2 separate regions of the Drosophila melanogaster genome follow, and region 1 is linked to region 2. Evidence: chromatin contacts called from public targeted proximity ligation data. All regions are on one chromosome and are shown on one strand. The core of a region is the stretch at or near the end of the contact, and the rest is flanking DNA. Distances in the headings are between cores, read along the strand shown.

Region 1 (3,979 bases), core at 1,348-3,847, 96 kb before region 2:
CGAGTGTACATCTTTGTGTCAGAATCTATTAAAGCTAGAAGGTTGAGATTAAGCATACAGACTCTAGAGACATAGACGCAGTGCAAGTTTGTTGACCCATGTTGCCACACCAACTCTACCGCCCACAAACCGTGCAAGCTGCAACGACCGAACTTTTGCAAAATTTGTTATATTTTTTCACATTTTTATTAGTATTGTAAGTTTCTATCGATTTGCCAAAAAAATGTTACCACGTCCACACTTTTGAAAACGCCCTAAACACTCATAAACAAACATAAACATTAAATTAATTTAATTGGTCTTGTAAATTTCTATCGATTTGTAAAAAAAACTTTTTGCCACGCCCACTCTAACGCCCTAAAACAGCCCAAAACTGCGACGCCCACTAATTTTGAAAAATCGTTTGATGTTTTTTGATGAATTTCGCGTTCGCATTCACACTAACTGAGTGACGAGTGTGTGATAGTCGGGGAACTCGACTATAGCAATCTCTCTTGTTTGAATCTGAATATGGAATTTGAACATTTCAGTAACACTATAGAATTTGTTTCACACTTTTGAAAGAAGATGTATATGTGTTTCATATTATTTTCATTTTTCTCAAGCTTTTTCGCCATTTTAATGTTCACAATGTGCAATAAGGCTTGACGGACAGAACGGACGTGTCTAATCCAATCACAGACCTTTGAAAAATGTTTTATTTTTTTCATTTTGTATATGTCCACTCAAGACCAAAAAAAGGTTGTCACACAATTTTCCTAGGTACTTGAAAAAAATGTTGTTCCCCAACAAATATTAAAGTTGTGGTAGGTCGCTTTAAGAAACGTTAATATTTACAACAATAATTTGTCTTTGACAAATAGAATTTAAACAAACGGTACTTAAGAAAAGCATATGATAAAAAGGATAGAAGTATGTAGAGAAGGGCGAAGGGTTGCGGTTGGTTTATTACGTTTCTGTTTAGTTGCATTTTAAATTTTGAGTCGTCAAGATCGTCGTCAGTACAAATTGTACTTACGAAAAGCAAATTACGACATAAAAGCGTTAAGTATTTCTGTTGTTTTATTGCGTTCAGTTCAGTTGCTTTTTCAATTTTTAATCGTCAAAATCGTCAGTGTGTTCTTAGAAATTTTTCGACTGATTTAAGGTTTGTATTTTGCAAGTAGCACATAATTAAATATGAATTGTATTACGCGTTTTTCTTTTCGTTTCGTTTATTTTCAATTATATTTTCATTTTCTCCATTATTTTAGCTTAACAGCATTAAACAGGTACATATGTAAATAGATGCTTATATTTATTATGTATTTTTATATTTATATTTTTATGTTGTTATTATTAATTATCATTGTCATGCAGATGTTTATTTATACCCTGGTATACCCTGGTAATATATTAACACGGCTACTGATACTGAAATTTGTACACTTGTGATTAAATAAAAAAAATGAAATATTTATTAAACCGGGATTTTGTTATATTTTTTGGGAACACTTCCCTTTCTTTGAAAGAAATATTATATCTACATAGATAATATATGGAATACATCTAGAAGACTGGGAAGAATACATCTAGAAGAAGGGATTGCTTACTGAAGCATTTCTGGGAATTAGTTAGTTAGAGTAGATTAGAGTCTCCATGTCCGTCAAAAAAGGTATGAAGGTAGAAATTGTAGGCCTTTTTAATTGATAAGTGAATGGATTACGCTTTCAAAAAGGTATTTTAGTTCCATTTAAACTCTAATATGTATAGGGAGTATGCTTAAACGACAACTAAGTCTTCGCACTATCTAACATCCATGTGGCATCCACCTCCATTTGCCAAAAATATTTTGACGTGCACCAATGTTTATACTAACGATGTCATTATTATAACTTCTAATATCAAACCAAAAACCTTTAAACAAGGTGAGATGAAAGTGTGCACTTTTTGTAAGCTTCCAGATAAAGTAGTAACTATTTCTATGACAAACTTTCTATTGTAATCGATGAGCATTTCATTTGGCTCTTAAAAAGGCACCTACACAGTTGAACACGTGAAATACGGACATATAATAGACCATGGTCAATATATGAGACCATATCTCAACAACAAGGCCTGCAGTTTATTATCTTTTCGGCAATAAATTTACGTAGAGATCATGCGAGAAAAAATCGGTGAGCGTCGGCCATTTAGCTGACTTCGGCTCATCCAAACTCATTATCCGCTCAGGGATGAGCGGACATTATGAAAATGAATCATATAATTGGTAGGCAAAGAGTCGTACTGAATTATTAGTTTTTATTTAAAGATTAAAGGACACGCTTCTCCCAAATACATCGCTCGTATGTGAATGCATATGCTGTCTAGGATGGAAGGCAAATAAAAATATATGTACATATGTATTTTCGCAACAATTGTGGCCGAACAGATACCTGTTTTCATAACATACCCATCAGATATGTGGGCACAAATTATTATAAAATACGAGTTTCTTCACGAAATGCACCCGCTGCTCTTAGTATTGATTTAATCGCAGCTGTATGTTCGGTCTTGAGTTGGTTCCGAATGTAGTGTGGTATAGCTCACTGTTATAAGACCCGATAATTACAACTGTTAGTATCAGCCCTGTCCATACTATGAATTTATCCAGTCCAAAGCGTTCTGACACAAATCATTTTTTTTTTTGAACGTACTACCGTCCTCGAAATCTAAGATATGTAACGTTTAACGAAATAGATTGATGATGGAAGGCAAGCGCACCTGTATTGGCGGGTGCACGCTTTAAAATCCGGCATATTTCCCATATTTCAGTTTTTTTCAGTGTTGTTCTTTTTCACTATATTCTTGTTTCATAAATTATTATTTTTTCAAATCAGTATCCTTCATCAAAAAAATATAAAAACGTAAGACAGTCGGTCTCGAGTAAATTCGGTTAGATTTTACTTAATATTTTATTGTTAACTTCCGCAATGTTATTTAAGTCCAATAAATTGTTCATTAGAATTTTTTAAATCATATGGAAACCCAAGTTCTAAAATAAATTTAAAATATTAAACGTGTTTAACTGTAACTGTAACTGAATTCAAATTATGTATACTTGCTGCACACAGGCAAAGAGTGATCGCCGATTAGTAGCGAAAACACTCAAAAAGGAATTAACCGTTGCTCGCAGGCAACTTGAGTGTTTGAGTACACAAGTTTCTTATATACATACATCGTTGTTCATTATACATATATGTTCATTATATATTCAACATAAAAAAATTGTAATTTACTTTTGTTTATTAAGCTTCCATGATATTCCCCGGTGTATAATTGGAAAATAAATTTTTTTTGCTTAACTTCTCTTCGTAATTTCCCTCAGTGTGTTGTGTGTGTTATATCCAATTTACATCTTATATGTTAATAAAATTCACTCAAATTTTTAATCCTCGGCAAACGATCGATTTCCCGGCGCATATGAGCTGAAATAAAAGCGTGGCATTTTACACGAATACTTTGAAAATGTACGAACACACAGATACTCTTACTCCAATTTCGAATCAAACGACTTTAAACAGACTTTTTATTTCAAATTTAACGCGAAAATTTAGACGCGCACTCTCTGAAAATGTATCCATCTTGGAAAAAATATTAGATTAGGTTAGCTTATAAAAAATATTTAATAATTAAAAAAATTCAATTTATATAAAATTAAATAAAAACACAAAAGTGATGTAAACTATTGCTTCTTCTTGGGTACATATTTTTATAACTTGTTGTAAAGCCTTATAAAATTTAATTTAAAAATAACTTCATATTCTCATTTTACAAGAAAACGAACTTTTCACAACTTGACTCCACGACGATTTGATTAGAAAAGAAATAAAACGGAAACTCTAGCCGGGTCTAGGCCATCAGAGGAAATCACGTTCAGCTGAGAGTCGCTCTATTTATAATTATCCCAAAACTTTCCGGGTGCAGCTGATAAAGAGTTGCACCTCGTCTTGTTATTCAC
Region 2 (3,587 bases), core at 574-3,073:
CCAATAATTACGCCTCCACCTGAAAAAAAGTGGTATTTTATTTATCCAATTTAATTTAATTAGTTAAATTATTTAATTGAGCTAATATTAGAGTGAGCTTGGTACGATTTTTTTAGATATGTTTGGCAAGACAAATAGTAAAATCAACATTTTCAACACATTTTTAAAAATTGTGGTTGTGGCAGTATTGGGTGGTCGGTGGATCCCAAAGAAGCTGGGGTCGGAAAATCGAAATTTGATAAATGGAATTGTTTGCCCATGGTTGCCGACAAATTAGTTTTTTTTTGCAATTGAAAAAAAAAATATTTCGAGAGGTGGGCTAACGAAATTAGTTACTTTTAAGGGTGGGCAAACTATAAATATTTTTGAACAGGTATTTTTTAATGTTACAAAAATAAATTAAGTATTAAATAAAACGATAGAAAAATGGAAGTGCAAATAAAAAAAATTTTAAAGGATAGACAAATGATGAAAACTAATGTTAAAGTATGGGCAAATCTAATTTTAAAGGATGATATCGATTCTTAAAAACCGTTTTATCAAATGGTAATGAAATGTTATTAATTGAAAAAAATAATATTTCGAGAGGTGGCTTAACAAAATTAGTTACTTTAAAAGGTTGGGCAAACGATAAATATTTTTAAACAGGTATTTTTTAAGGTTACAAAAATAAATTAGGTATAAAAAAAAAACGATAGAAAAAGTCAACGTTTTTATTTTCGCGAATTTTCTTTTTCGAAAATACAGATCTCGAAATCTGGACGTGGGCATAAAAACTAATTGGTGGGCAAACGATTTTAGCTTTCAAATATCTAAAATTCGATTTTTCCGACCCCAGCTTCTGTGAGCTGGCTTGTGGGCTTTGGAATGACTCCAAAAGGGTAGCAATCGTCCTTGGAAATTCCACAGCTGATTGATTTATGAAGAAACATCAGTTTGAAAATTACAGAATTGGTGGGATGGAGGAAGTCCAATGTGCACGAAATTATTCAAAAGATTCCGATCTTAAAAGTTTTTCGCAAGGCCGAACTAGGAAAAACGTGTAATACACCGCATACCAAAGATTTTCACAAAAAAGTTAGCTTTAAAAGCCTCAAGAACAATGAGTAGAGTAAGATTGAAGAAAGTTGCAAATTTGGATACCAAACCGTTTTAAAACAAAATGCTGAGAAAGTGAAAATCGCAAACAACTTTGCCTCTTACTAAGCCAACTCGTTTCCTAATAGCCTGCAAATTTTCATAGACAGCAAGGATTTGCAACGAAATATTAAAATTGTTATTTGCATAATTCTATCAACAATTCAAATAAAAAATTATTTTATATCCCGAACTTCGGCATATTTTGATGTTTTTTGGAAATCTGCGAGGTATGATTACGTTTCTGAATGTTTAGCTTAAGCAAACCATTTTAATTATAAAATTATTTTTAGTTTGCAAGATTTAAACAATACACTTGTCTACTCATGCCATACAACTTTATACAACTTAGCCTAGCCAAATTATAATTTTTCATACATCATATGCTGGGTTATTAAAAATGGTAATAAATGCCATTTAAAATACCGTTTTGATTTTGCTTTTAAAAATTGATATTTCAATATGCAAATACCACGGTTTAAAAATGTTACGTAAATGTTCGTACTCACATCCTTTAATTAATACATCAGAAACGCAATGATCTAATCTATTGCATATTTTTTCCTCGAAAATATTATCGCGAGAAGTCATTTTTATTGCCAAAACAACGTTAAAAGGACTTAAAAAATTATTAACGTAAAATTATTAGTAGTCAAACGCGCACTGGCCAATGGGTAATACCAGTACTTTGTAAATTTCGATGTGCGTCAAGATAACGTCGATAAGTTGCCAACAATTAAGAAACTATGGAGAGAGAAACACGGATTCATATTATAACCTCGCAGAGAATATTTTAATATCTTTAAAAAAGTTGCGAGGCATTAAAGAAGACATTTACGGCTGTATAAAAACACTACATTCTTAATAAGTACGAATAGCCAAGTCAATATAACCATGCCCTCCTGTCCTTCCTTTTGCAAACTGGCTTCTACGCTTCAAAGCTAAGAAACTAATTACAGTTTGTCAAGAAACTGTGAAATAAGTTGAATTTTTGATTTTAAAGGTAAAAATGAAGGGTTCTTTGCTTAATTAAACGCAATTCTTTTATTCAATATAATTAAACAACATTTATTTTAAGTATAAATCAAAAAACAAATTAAAAATATTAAATATACAAGAAAATAAACAAGAAATTCCAAGTTTACACACTTCAAGAAACTCTTTACACAAAACACTTAATCGAAGTTTACTCCTAAATTTTTAAATTATTTCATTAAAATTTTAAAAGTTTTAGTATGTAGTATGTTCCCCGTTGGCTTACGCTACAAGTTGAAGCCTTTTTTTTCATGGAATGGATAAGTTTTTGTAGGTCATATTCAAGCAGGATCTTTTCACACCATTCGACTATTGCAGTCATAAGCTGTTGTCGTGTTTTAGGGCCCTTTTTGCCACCTTCTTCTTTAAGTAGGTCCACAAATTTTCAATGGGGTTCAGATCAGGACTCTAAGGGGGCTTATCGATCACTTTACCACAGTTATAAAGGAGCCAGGTGCGTACATTGCACATACTACATACTAAAATTTTTAACATTTTTATGAAATAATTTAAAAATTTAGGAGTAAACTTCGATTTAGTGTTTTGTGTAAAGAGTTTCTTGACAGTCTCAAAAGTGTGTAAACTTGGAATTTCTTGTTTATTTTGTTGTATAATTAATATTTTTTTGACTTATAAGTAAAATAAATATTGTTTAACTATATTTTATAAAAAATTGCGTTTAATTAAGCAAAAAACTCTTAATTTTTACCTTTAAATTCAAAAATTCAACTTATTTCACAGTGTGTAAACAGTTTCTTGACAAACTGTATATATGAATGAAACTTTCCAACAAGTCTTTTTTTAATTACAGGTAGTATAAAACGCAGACATAATCGGTCTCTTATATCATGTTTATAATATATTAACTTATATATAACTATATATATTTATATATACATATTTATATATATATATATATTTACATATATATATATCCTATATATTCCTTCTTGTTTCACCTAAAGTTTACTTCATTTTGGGCCTACTAACAAAATTAAACGGCCCAGGTTAAGAAAAAACTATTCACACTTTTGCAGAAAGTTGAGGAATTTATAAATAATATAGGCTAATACATGTCCTGCACCAATGTAATAACAATACGGATGCTATGTATTACTTCGTTCCCAGAGCACTGTATCCTAAAGATTTTTTATGTTTAGTGATTATAAAAAGGCATATTAAGTTATGCTCAACAGTTTTCGAGGAGACAACATTTTCCAATTCTTTTTACCCTTGGACGTGCACGCACAGATTAGCTTAAACAATATTCGATATCCACTAATATTTCATACCTGTTTCTCAGATCAAAGACACTAGAAGAACAAGATGCGTAACGGCCATACATTGGTTTGGCACTATGCAGCCACTTTTTTAGTGACGGCCAAAATTGCTCTCTTTCCGCTCGCTCACGCTGA

What was found.
Region 1: a targeted proximity ligation map of the Kc167 cell line shows a contact between it and region 2, with 3 times the contacts expected there. A contact is called at or near these places in 7 of 107 Hi-C or Micro-C datasets (the Kc167 cell line, the ML-DmBG3-c2 cell line, the OSC cell line and 2 more) and 1 of 7 datasets of targeted methods (the Kc167 cell line).

Annotation. Positions count from the first base shown.
Region 1 is chr3R:3,845,347-3,849,325 of dm6, reverse strand. CG41099 reads right to left here and starts at 2,597. Exons shown (of 7, transcript NM_001110981.2): 1 at 2,432-2,597. The coding sequence starts at 2,435.
Region 2 is chr3R:3,748,599-3,752,185 of dm6, reverse strand. CG41128 reads right to left here and starts at 1,823. Exons shown (of 2, transcript NM_001015402.3): 1 at 1,647-1,823; 2 at 1-19. The coding sequence starts at 1,728.